Linked DNA regions of Mus musculus: region 2 is linked to region 1. Evidence: chromatin contacts called from public HiChIP or PLAC-seq data. All regions are on one chromosome and are shown on one strand. The core of a region is the stretch at or near the end of the contact, and the rest is flanking DNA. Distances in the headings are between cores, read along the strand shown. Region 1 has its middle 130 kb from the start of Hira. Region 2 has its middle 38 kb from the start of Gm35545.

Region 1 (6,989 bases), core at 3,090-5,589:
GTGAGTGGTCTTGGTTTCTGTTAGTATGATTCTTACATTTGCCTTTTGCCATCTGGTAATCTCTAGAGTTAGTTGTTATAGTTGTCTTGCATTGGAGCTTGTTCCTCAAGTGATTCTGTTAGCCTCTATCAGCCGACCTGGGAGACTAGCTCTCTTCTGAGTTTCTGTGGTCTGAGCACCCTCTGCACGAAAGCTCTCCTCTTGTAGGGAAGGTCCACAGATATCTGGCGTTTGGACCTGCCTCCTGGCAGAAGATGAAGGCCTGAAACAGGGCCTGTCCCAGAAGCTGTTAGCTTTTGTAGTCCACACTCTCACTTGTGCAGAATAGTCTCAGAGGGATCCGAGAAGCAAGATGGCTTTCCCAGGTGCTCAGGCAAAGCCCTCCCAGGCAGGGAAGACACCTATCTTCTGGCAGGGAAGGTGCCTGGATGTCTGGAGCCCAAAATGGGGTCTGCCTCAGAAGGTGTCCTCTAGGGAGTGTCCTCTGACTCCTCGCCCAGGTGACCTGGTGCTGGCACCGACTTAAAGGGACTTGTGACCCTGTTTAGGTCGGGTTTTCAGCTTCCCTAATTCTGTCTTTGGTCCTGCATGATTTGATTGGAACGGAAGTTTTGTTCCACTCACTGGTGGTCCTAAAATCGCATAGAGAGTCCTCTAGGGACCTTGGGAGGGTGTCTGCTGACCCTGTCCCCAAGGTGACCCAGTGCTGGCGCTGACCGGAAGGGACTTGTGACCCTGGTCAGGCCGGGTTTTCAGTTTCCTTAATGGTGTCTCTCGTCCCTTGCGATTGGAATGGAACAGATGTTGTGTTCCACTCACCGGTGGTCCTAAGATCGAGTGGAGGGACCTCTCAGGTCCTTGGGGGTGTCTGCCAACTCCATGCCCAAGGTGCCCCGGTGCTGGTGCCAACCAGAAGGGACTCAAAACAAGCCATTCTAATATCGAATAAAATCGACTTCCAACCCAAAGTTATCAAAAAAGACAAGGAGGGGCACTTCATACTCATCAAAGGTAAAATTTACCAAGATGAACTCTCAATTCTGAATATCTATGCTCCAAATAAAAGGGCAGCCACATTAATTAAAGAAACTTTAGTAAAGCTCAAAGCACACATTGCACCTTACATAATAATAGTGGAAGACTTCAACACCCCTCTCTCACCAATGGACAGATTCTGAAAACAGAAACTAAACAGAGACACATGGACACTAACAGAAGTTAGGAAAAAATGGATTTAATTGATATCTACAGAACATTTTATCCTAAAACAAAAGGATATACCTTCTTCTCAGTGCCACATGGTACCTCCTCCAAAATTAATATAGTAAAAATGACTATCCTGCTGAAATCAATCTACAGATTCAATGCAATCCCCATCAAAATTCCAACTCTGTTCTTCACTGAGATAGAAAGGGCAATTTGCAAATTCATCTGGAAAAATAAAAAAACCTAGGGTAGCAAAAACTATTCTCAACAATAAAAGAACCTCTGGTGGAATAACCATGCCTGACCTCAAGCTGTACTACAGAGCAATTGTGATAAAAACTGCATGGTACTGGTACAGTGACAAGACAGGTAGATCAGTGGAATAGAATTGAAGACCCAGAAATGAATCCATGCAGCTATGGTCACTTTAACTTTGACAAGGGAGCTAAAACCATCCAATGGAAAAAAGACTGCATTTTCAACAAATGGTGCTGGCACAACTGGCAGTTATCATGTAGAAGAATGCGAATTGATCCATTCTTATCTTCTTGTACAAAGCTCTAGTCTAAGTGGATCAAAGACCTCCACATAAGACCAGAGACACTGAAGTTAATAGAGGAGAAAGTAGGGAAAAACCTCGAAGATATAGGCACAGGGGAAAAATTCCTAAACAGAACAGCAATGGCTTGCTCTGTAAGATCAAGAACTGACAAATGGGACCTCATAAAATTGCAAAGCTTCTGTAAGGTAAAAGACACTGTCAATATGACAAAAAGGCCACCAACAGATTGGGAAAGGATTTTTACCAATCCCAAATCTGATAGGGGACTAATATCCAATATATACAAAGAGCTCAAGAAGCCGGACTCCAGAAATTCAAATAACCCCATTAAAAATGGGGTTCAGAGCTAAACAAAGAATTCTCAACTGAGGAATACCAAATGGCTGAGAAGCACCTGAAAAAATGTTCAACATTCTTAATCATTAGGGAAATGCAAATCAAAACACCCCTGAGATTCCACCTCATACCAGTCAGAATGGCTAAGATCAAAAATTCAGGTGACAGCAGATCCTGGCGAGGATGTGGAGAAGGAGGAACACTCCTCCACTGCTGGTGGGTTGTTACTTTGTATAACCACTCTGGAAATAAGTCTGGCAGTTCCTCAGAACATTGGGCATAATACTACCAGAAGATCCAGCAATACCTCTCCTGTGCATATACCCAGAAGAAGTTCAAAGTGGTAACAAAAACACATGGTCCACTATGTTTATAGCAGCCTTATTTATAATAGCTAGAAGCTGGAAAGAACCCAGATGTCCCTCAAGAGAAGAATGGATACAGAAAACATGGTACATTTACACAATGAGTACTACTCAGCTATTAAAACAATGGATTTTTGAAATTCTTGGACATATGGATGTATTTGGAGGAAATCATCCTTAGTGAGGTAACCCAATCACAAAAGAAGTCATTAGATATGCACTCACTGATAAGTGGATATTAACCCAGAAACATAGAACACCCCAGATACAATTTGCAAAACAGAAGAAAATCAAGAAGAGGGAAGACCAATGGGTGGATTCTTCATTCCTCCTTACAATAGGGAACAAAATACCCATGAAAGGAGTTACAGAGACAAAGTTTGGAGGTAAGATGAAAGGATGGACTATCCAGAGACTACCCTACCAGGGGATCCATCCCATAATTAGCCACCAAACCCAGACACTATTGCATATGCCAGCAAAATTTCACTGAAGGGACCCTGTTATAGCTGTCTCATACGAGGCTATGCCTGTGCCTGGCAAATACAGAAGTGGATGCTCACAGTCATCTATAAGATGGGACAGAGGGCCCCCAAATGGAGAAGCTAGAGAGAGCACCCAAGGAGCTGAAGGGGTCTGCAACTGTCTAAGTGGAACAACAATAGGAACTAACCAATACCCTCAGAGCTCATATCTCTAGCTGCATATGTAGCAGAAGATGGCCTACTCGGCCATCACTGGAAAGAGTGGCCCCTTGGTAGTGCAGTCTTTATATGTCCCAGTACAGGGGAATGCCAGGGCCAAGAAGTGGGAGTGGGTAGGTAGGGGAGCAGGGCAGAGGGTGGATATAGGGAACTTTCAGGATAGCATTTGAAAAGTGTATAAATAAATAAATAAATTAAAAAAAGGAAAACATAAGCATTGCTAACAAACCCTTAGTCAACTTAGCTAAAGGAAGAAAGAAGACTTGAATTAATAAATTTGGATATAAAATACAGGCCATAGAAGATGGATCATTCCATTCAGGAAATAATAAGGATGTGGATTAAATACCTATATTAGACAATATTAGAATTCCTAATATGTGTGGGAAATTTTCATGTTGCCTATAATACATTAAATACAAAATAAATAATTTTAAATCAAAGGAAAGAGCTACATGTCTCACACATTAAAAAACCAAGGACCAGATGAATTCACCATAGAATTTTAACAGAATTTCCAAGAAATAACAACAATACTTATCTTATTCCATAAAATACACAAGAGAGGAGTGATTGCACTTTATTATGATGGTTCCACCATTGCTTTCATACAACGAATAAAGACACCATTTAAAAAGAAAATTACAAATGGATCTTCCTGATGTACAAAGATGCAAAAATCCTCAATAGACAGCTGGTAACACAAATTCAAGATTATATCAATATGAGCATTCATTATGACCTAGCTGGCTCCACTTTTGAAATAAAGAGATCTTTATAATATGCATATATATGATATATATGTACCATATATAGTATATGTATATGTGTGTGTGATTATGAGTCAGCTTGGGAAATAAATGCTGATAAAATAAGTACACAGCAGGGGAACGCCAGGGCCAAAAAATGGGAATGGGTGGGTAGGGGAGTGGGGGGGGGGGAGGGTGTGGGGGACTTTTGGGATAGCATTGGAAATGTAATTGAGGAAAATACGTAATAAAAAAAAATATGTAGGCAGTTGTTAAATGAATGAAACACCCCAACCCTGAGAATAATGGAGCCACCAGAGGGTGCTGTGAAGCTTCTCAGAAGTCTTCAGAGATCTCACATGTTCAAATTCCTTGCACCATGTACAGCTGCTCACTGGACCTTTACAGTGCTACAGCAATTGCATCCTGCCAGGGGGCAAATGCACAGCACAGAACACAGGGTGTCCCTTTATCTACCTCTGACAATGTAACTGCTCTGAGGGCTGAGGACCATGTGGTGGAAGGATTCACAGCTCATGTTTGCCTATGGTGCACACATGAAATCCACTGCATTAAGATTTCACAGGGAAGAGCACTCTTGGTTGTGATACGTTAGAGAATTATACATAGCATATCAGTAAGTATCACACAACTTAGAAATTAGACTGTGGATGTTTGATCAGGTGAGTTGCATGCAGAATGAACATAGCCTGTTGGCCATGGTGACTGTGTGCCTTGTAACCAGCAGGGGGCACTGTGAGGCAGTCTATGTTTACAGTAAACTAATTTACTGAAAGGAACCTTGCTATAGAAAAGATGCCACCTGCTCACTGATTAGGAATCAGCATCTGAAACTTCCCTAGCCTGGAAGAGTCCTTGATGCATACCTTCTCTTTGCTCTGCAGGCAGTATCTCCTGACAGGCCCCCAGGATATAAATCAACCCCCCTCATCCTAAGTGTTTGTGAGTTGAGCATTAGCACTAAGGCTGGGGGAGGAGCAGAGGTAATCATGAATGGAATCACATTGCAGGAAAGCCTCTGGGTCTGGCATGAGGAAGAGATACAATGAGAACCTAGGCAGGACCTCCCCATTCTAAAGGTTAGGATCAGTGTCCCCCATGCTGTGGTGTATATTTGCCCTTCTTCCTGCTCTTCCCTCAAGTCACAGGTAGGGATGTACACCAGCTCATCTCCATTTCTACTCCATGTTCCAGACCCTGACCAGCAATCCATGGGAACATCTACTGTGGTCCCCACTACACTTATTGTTTCCATGCTCCCTCTGCTAAGCTGTGCTGACTCAGCTGCCCTCATTGTTTATCTTCTGGAGCATTTGCCACACTCATTAGCAGCATGGGCAGTGGCTTCACTATGGGAACTCTGCTTCTCTGCTTTCAGTAGAACCCAGGGAGATTTCCCTAAAATCTCATGAACAGCTATACAAATTTCCCATGCTTCCTCAGGGGGCTTCTGTCAATACTTGGATCCCAAGTGCCCTCAGAATATACAGGCATATTGTTTCTGGGATACAGCTGAGAATTATTACCGTATTATGTGTCATGCAAATGGGGCAAGGCAGTTCACTGTTTTAGTCAGTGCAAAAGATGAGAAGAAAAATCTTAGGTTTACATACCCATTGTTTCTTGACCACCATGTACTAAAAAATTTCCAAATGGAAAATCTATAGTAGTATTAAAAAGTCTGTGAATAAGGAAAGAGATATGAAATTATTTTTCCTATAAAAAAGATATAACAGATATTCCCAGGAAGACATGGAAAGATGTCTTAATTGAGTCCAAGGGCATATGTCATTTTTGTATGAAGCCAGTAGCTAGAGTGTCTACCATTATCACTATCATGGTAAAGGCTGGACGCAGGGTCAGATCATATCCATGTGTTCATACCAAAGTCAAATTTAACTCCCCAAACCATAGCTATTCTGAAATTTGCCTTCTCCATCTCTTCTGTCTGGATCCAATGCATTTCTTTTTATATTCCAAGTAAGCCTGTTTCTTATTTTAACTCTTAAGTTTTTCTCTCTGTGTCTGGATTTTAGTATTACTCAATAAAGGTGGTCTCTTCTTCATAGTAAGAGGCCCTCATGTATTTTCCTGGGATTCACTCAGGGCTTTCCTGGCTATAATTCCAATTCTAGTCATTGTCTTAGAAACAAACCGTATGAACCAGAAGCAGAAGCCATGGAATGTGCATTAAATTTTTTGATTTGATAGTCATATATTGAATAGGTATGGAGAGAGTGGGCAACCTTGCCTTGTTTTTGATTTTAGTGTAATTTGCATTGGTTTTCTCTCCATTTAAGTTGATATTGGCTATAGGCTTGCTGTAAACTGCCTTTATTATGTTGAGGTGTGTCCTTTGTATCCTTCATCTCTCCAGGACTTATATCATGAAGCGATGTTAGATTTTTTGTCAAAGGCCTTTCCTGCAACTAATGAGATATTCATGTGGTTTGAGTCATTCAATTTGTTTGTATGATGGCTTGCATTTATCTATTTATATGGGTCAGATAATCCCTGCATCTCTGAAATTTGATCAGGGTGGATGCTATTTTTCATGTGTTCTTCGATTTGTTTGTATTTATTGAAAAATTTTGCATTGATGTTCATAATGGAAATTGGTCTGTATTTCTTCTTTGTTGGTTTATTATCTGGTTTGAGTGTCAGGGTAACTAACTGGTTTTGTAAAATAAATTTAGCTTTGTTTCTTCTGGTTTTATTTTGTGTAATAATTTGAGGAGTTCTGGTATTAATTCTTTGAAAGTTGGTTTGAATTCTGGATTAAAGTCCTTTGCCTTGATATTTATTGGGGTGTTGGGAGACATTTATTGACTACTTATATTTCAATAGGTATTACAGATATGTTTAAATTGCTTATTTGATCTTGATTTAACTTTGACAATCTTAAGTGTTTGACAATCTTATGGATTTTCTCATCATAGATTGAGAAAGAAACACATTCCATGATTAAACACAGATGAGCTGTGCTCACCCCAGCAGAGATAATTCATTTCCCTACCTGTGGCTTTTCTGGCTCATACCCAGGAGG
Region 2 (6,502 bases), core at 1,598-4,097, 180 kb after region 1:
CTTTCCAGCTTCTGGCTATTATAAATAAGGCTGCTATGAACATAGTGGAGCATGTGTCCTTCTTACCAGTTGGGGCATCTTCTGGATAAATGCCCAGGAGAGGTATTGCTGGATCCTCCGGTAGTACTATGTCCAATTTTCTGAGGAACCGCCAGACTGATTTCCAGAGTGGTTGTACAAGCCTGCAATCCCACCAACAATGGAGGAGTGTTCCTCTTTGACATTTTCATTTCTTGACTACTGTTCATCAAGTAGCATTGAACACTGTTAACCAGGTGCAGTAGATTAAAGAGTCCTTTGGATATATACCCCATAATGGATTATATGGTACATTCATTTCTAACTTTTTGAGGAACATACACACTAATTTTTATAGTATGCACTCATGTACACTCTTGCCAGTAGTGAAAATGTTCCCCCCTTTCTATACATCCATGTCAGTTGCTTCAATGTTTATGAAGGATTTTAAATTTTCTTGTAGAAACTGTTGAAGCTGTCAACCTAGTGATACAAGCTAATAAGTTTAGCTGGTATGGAGGACACGTAGGAAATAGTGAGACATTGCCTCAAAATAAGTCACAGCAAGGGCTGGGGTTGTAGCTCTGTGGTAGAATATTCACCTATTAAGTGGAACACTCTAGGTTCTTTCATAGTGCTAACTAACTAAGGAAAGAGAAAGAGATTGCTGAAAATTTGATGTGAAATTGCTGCCTTTTTGATTTTGGCATTAACCTTTGTGTTTTTAATGTGATTTTTGACTGTTTAGCACTAATTGACTTTCTGCCAATGCCTACCTCAAGGTCATAACTCCTGCAATCCCTTTGCTCAGTTTTTATGGTCCAATAACATTCTCTCCAGTATGTGCTTTTATTTACTGGCTAAAGTTTTGTTTGAGTTTTATAGCTTATGGTATAAAGTAAGATTTAGCATTGTAAGAACTTCTTTCCATGTGTATGTTCAGAAATTATAACATTTACCAATAGAAATGGTTCTCTCTCTTCCTCAGCACAATCTCAAATCCTGTGCACTTGATTAACACACAGAAAATAAGTATTCATTAGAAACCACAAAATTCACATTTCATGAAGTAAAAAAATGAATTTTTGTTGGTAATTAAATAGAAAAGTCAGATCATCAAACAAAAATATTACTGCCCCTACATAGGCATATATACATATGCATATAGACAGTAATCGTAGATCCAGATCCAGATATGCTAGCACCAATTGTCACACTTTTATTCATGTGTTTATATATGTATGCAAGATGAATATTCTTATGTAGACAAAGCTAATCTTAGAATTTCCATCTCAGATTACCCTACTGTCCTATTCACCAATGGTTGTGATTATAATCATCTGCCATCATGTCCTGCCCAAATCTTTGGACCTCTTTGAAGAAATATTCTGTATATCATTTTACAAATGTATTTTGATTTCTTCTCAGAGAGTATTTGTAGAAAATATTGCTTCTTACATCAGTCCATTCATTTCTTCCTCAAGTATAAAGACTGTAGCCATTCAGTGACGAATGAGAAAACATGGGAAAGCATAAAAAGTCAAATTTCCACTGGAAACAAACTTGAGAGTATGTTGTGTGGATCTATTTAGACTTTTATCTAGAGGAAATCTTGTCTTTAAATAAAAGTGATATTTTTTCCTGGATCTGTAGGACAGTGTTTCCTTCTGTTGACACCTATTCAGGTAATGCTCCAAGCCACTGAAACCACATGTACACTAGTCATCCATACCATGTCCCACTAAAGCAATGAACTCTTGTCTATATGTTTCCACATGTTGGTTCCATGACTGATTGCCAAAAGAAATAGTATTGGATAATAGGAAGGCTGTTTACAACCTTCTAGACATAAGGAACAAAGTCAGTGTACCTTAAAGGCCAGATAATATCCCTCTGTATCACAGAGTCTGAAGAAGTGAGACTTTGGTGCTTGTTCAATCATTCATATCTGTTCACATGAGAGTTTTGTGCTCTACCCAAGTTGCTTACTCCTTTGTGCTCTGATAGCACACATGACCACCACTGTCTGGTCACAAAGATCTTTGGGCCATGAACTTCCAGGATTTGAGTATTCATTATTGAGCTTGGTATATGGAGACAGCCAAAGTGTAGCATCACAAAGAATGTGAATGAAAGTGGGGATGAGGTACAAAGGGGCTCTGTTGCCCCTAACATTGAGATGCACAACCTCTCATCTACACTTTCAAAACTGGTCCCTGCCCCTCCAATGACACACCTGCCCCTACTGGCCATGCCTTGCTGGTCATGGACTTGGTTTCACTTCCTTTTATTTCTCTTTTTCTGTGATCATGAGTTTTTGTTTCAGCTATCACAGATCTAATTTTAGCTTGTGGATTCTCAAGGGTGGCCAGCTGCAGTCATAGTGGGCTCAGTAAAGCAGCTAGGTTCATCTCTCTGCCCCAACCTACTCCACAGAGCTTGTAATGTCTTCTTACTATTACTATATGCCAAACTTCAAACATTGCTGCTTTACCAAGTGAAGAACCTATATTCCTGGCCAACTCTATCATATAGGAAATCAATTGTTTCCCAGTAGTGTACACTTATGACTCAACTGCTCATTGGTCAGATGGAATGTGAAGCTCTAGGGAAGGGTTGTTACCTTTATAGGGCAGGCCTATGCAATATCTCAGGAGATGATAGTGGTAGCTGAAGATTACTGAGTATCCCCACTGCCCAGGGATACTCTAGGCTCCTGTTCAATTAATCTATGACTCCACACTTTCCTGGACAGATTGATACTCACCCCCTAGTACAGACAGGGAAACCACAGAGGGGAAGTTAATTTCTCAGGGTGCAGTTCTGATAAAGATTGAGCAAGTAGCATCTATTCCTGTATAACAACTCGAGTATTCTTCAAAACAAGGAGATATCTAGGCTCTGTTAGACTCTTTAATGCTGTCTATCCACACTCTTAGTTTTTGGTAGATGGTTGATAATAGTACCTGTATGTCAGCTTATCCTCATTGTCAGCTCTCATTGCTGGTTGATTTTTTGCATTCCTCAAGATGAGACTGGCATGATGAATAGAAATCCCTCTATATGAGAGTGTCCATTGCCTGGAAGGAGGCAGCACTCCACACAGTGTGAGCACAGGCAGGTGCCTTACTGTGACGAACATGTTTCCCTGTTTCATGATGAAAGGCTCTGGACTAAGTTAAGTTAGATAGGAGCCCATTCTACCTGATTCTGGAGATTTCACTGCAGTGGAATGAAGGTCCTAGGTATTGGTTTCACAGGATTACTAAATGCCTGTTCTGATTTTGAATGTTACCAAGTTTTGTAAATGGCATAGAAGACAGTAAAGCTCAAGACATTGACACCTTTCAAATTGGTACATATGGCCAGAATGAGCTTTTTATTCCTTCTATTCCAGGCCTGGTGATCTAGGCCCTGGTGTCATAAATCTCCTGAGCTGTAAGATTTGTGAACCTCTAGTTAAAGTCCCAAATTAGAAGTTACATTCAAAGTTTATTCCTCATACAAACCTCTTACTTCAGACTCTGCTCTGGAACTGCCTCAAATTATCTGTTGTTATTGTAAAAATGGCTATATTGCCAAAAGCAATCTACAGATTCAATGCAATCCCCATCAAAATTCCAACTCAATTCTTCAATGAATTAGAAAGAGCAATCTGCAAATTCATCTGGAATAACAAAAAACCTAAGATAGCAAAAACTCTTCTCAAGGATAAAAGAACCTCTGGTGAAATCACGATGCCTGACCTAAAGGTTTACTACAGAGCAATTGTGATAAAAACTGCATGGAACTGGTATACTGACAGACAAGTAGACCAATGGAATAGAATTGAAGACCCAGAAATGAACCCACACACCTATGGTCACTTGATCTTTGAAAAGGGAGCTAAAACCATCCATTGGAAAAAAAGAGCATTTTCAACAAATGGTGCTGTCACAACTGGTGGTTATCATGTAGAAGAATGTGAATTGATCCATTCCTATCTCCTTGTACTAAGGTCAAATCTAAGTGGATCGAGGAGCTCCACATAAAACCAGAGACACTGAAACTTATAGAGGAGAAAGTGGGGAAAAGCCTCGAAGATATGGGCACAGGGGAAAAATTCCTGAATAGAACAGCAATGGCTTGTGCTGTAAGATCGAGAATTGACAAATGGGACCTCATGAAACTGCAAAGCTTCTGTAAGCCAAAAGACACCATCAATAAGACAAAAAGGCCTCCAACAGATTGGGAAAGGATCTTTACTTATCCTAAATCAGATAGAGGACTAATATCCAATATATATAAAGAACTCAAGAAGGTGGACTCCAGAAAATCAAATAACCCCATTAAAAAATGGGGCTCAGAGGTAAACAAAGATATCTCACTTAAGGAATACCAAATGGCTGAGAAACAACTGAAAAAATGTTCAGCATCCTTAATCATCAGGGAAATGCAAATCAAAACAACCCTGAGATTGCATCTCACACCAGTCAGAATGGCTAAGATCAAAAATTCAGGTGACAGCAGATGCTTGCGAGGATGTGGAGAAAGAGGAACACTCCTCCACTCTTGGTGGGATTGCAAGCTTTTACAACCACTCTGGAAATCAGTCTGGCGGTTTCTCAGAATTGGACATGGTACTACCAGAGGATCCCACAATACCTCTCCTGGGCATATATCCAGAAGATGTTCCAACTAATAAGAAAGAAACATGCTCCACTATGTGTATAGCAGCCTTATTTATAATAGCCAGAAGCTGGAAAGAACCCAGAAGCCCTTCAACAGTGGAATGGATACAAAAAAATGTGGTACATTTACACAATGGAGTACTACTCAGCTATTAAGAAGAATGAATTCATGAAATTCCTAGGCAAATGTCTGATCCCTTCCACATAAAGTCTGCTCTTGGATGCCTCAGGGCACACAGGATTTCTGAGTTTGTTGGGGATTTCTCTACAAATTTCCTTTGTTTGCTGCACAGATCAGGGCATAACTTTGGGGGATGTGGACAATAGCCTTCCCTTAGTCACTGACCAGCTTTTTTGACCCCTGTATCTTCTTTAGTCTTTTTTTTTTTACTTAGACTTTTTAATAAGTCTAAATGCAGATAATTATTTTATACTAAAATTTTTAGAAAATCTGGATAAAATTTTCATCTCTATATTGTATAATACTTCTGAAATTTGTAAATGGACAGAAAATACAATGTGATCTTATAATTAAAAATTTAAAATTTCAAAGTTATTGTGTTAGCTCAATGTTTTATATTTTTTCTTACTAGAATTCCTTTCATTTTTTTCTTTTTTAATATTTTTTATTAGGTATTTTCCTCATTTACATTTCCAATGCTATCCCAAAAGTCCCCCATACCCTCCCCCCGACTCCCCTACCCACCCACTCCCACTTTTTGGCCCTGGCGTTCCCCTGTACTGAGGCATATAAAGTTTTCATGATCAATGAGCCTCTCTTTCCACTGATGGCCGACTAGGCCATCTTCTGAAACATATGCAGCTAGAGACAAGAGCTCTGGGGTACTGGTTCGTTCATATTGTTCCACCTATAGGGTTGCAGATCCCTTTAGCTCCTTGGGTATTTTCTCTAGCTCCTCCATTGGGGGCCCTGAGATCCATCCAATAGCTGACTGTGAGCATCCACTTCTGTGTTTGCTAGGCCCCAGCATAATCTCACAAGAGACAGCTATATCAGAGGACAGCACTAGACAGGTGAAAATAGGAGGACTGCCAATTTGAAACATGTCAGGGATTCATGTGACTCCCAAGAACAGGAACAAAGAAATGGAGCCAGTACAGAAGGCATAAAACAGAATTTCAAAAAAAAAATCAAGTTTTTTTTTTTTTTTTTTTTTTGTCTATCCTTTTGTCTTAGATCCCAACTTTGTCTCTGTAACTCCTTCCATGAGTATTTTGTTCCCTATTCTAAGGAGGAATGAAGTATCCACACATTGGTCTTCCTTCTTGATTTTCTTGTGTTTTGCAAATTGTATCTTGGGTATTCTAAGTTTCTGGGCTAATGTTCACTTATCAGTGAGTGCATATCAAGTGACATCTTTTGTGATTGGGTTACCTCACTCAGGATGATATCCTCCAGGTACATCCATTTGTCCAAGAATTTCATAAATTCATTGTTTTTAATAGCTGAGTAGTACTCCATTGTGTAAATGTACCACATTTTCTGTATCCATTCCTCTGTTGATGGACATCTGGGTTCTTTTCAGCTTCGGGCTATTATAAATAAGGCTGCTATGAACATAGTGGAGCATGTGTCCTTATTACCAGTTAAAACATCTTTAGGGTATATGCCCAGGAGAGGAAGTACGGGACTACCCCACCCGGGGATCCATCCCATAATCAGCCACCAAACGCAGACACCATTGCACATGCCAGGTAGATTTTGCTGAAAGGACCCTGATATAGCTGTCTTGTGTGAGGCTATGCCAGTGACTGGCAAATACAGAAGTGAATGCTCACAGTCATCTATTGGT

Evidence for each region. HiChIP or PLAC-seq counts read pairs in DNA pulled down with a chosen protein or histone mark.
Region 2: a CTCF HiChIP or PLAC-seq map of large pre-B cells shows a contact between it and region 1, with 6 times the contacts expected there. The contact joins two enhancer-like sites.

Annotation. Positions count from the first base shown.
Region 1 is chr16:18,998,487-19,005,475 of GRCm38.p6, forward strand. No RefSeq gene overlaps it. Among named protein-coding and RNA genes, the nearest start is that of Hira, 130 kb to the left of the region's middle. Within about 2 kb of position 4,340, at least 18 of the 459 cell types and tissues checked have an H3K27ac peak or open chromatin away from gene starts, as enhancers often do.
Region 2 is chr16:19,177,119-19,183,620 of GRCm38.p6, forward strand. It overlaps Igl. Among named protein-coding and RNA genes, the nearest start is that of Gm35545, 38 kb to the right of the region's middle. Within about 2 kb of position 2,848, at least 27 of the 459 cell types and tissues checked have an H3K27ac peak or open chromatin away from gene starts, as enhancers often do.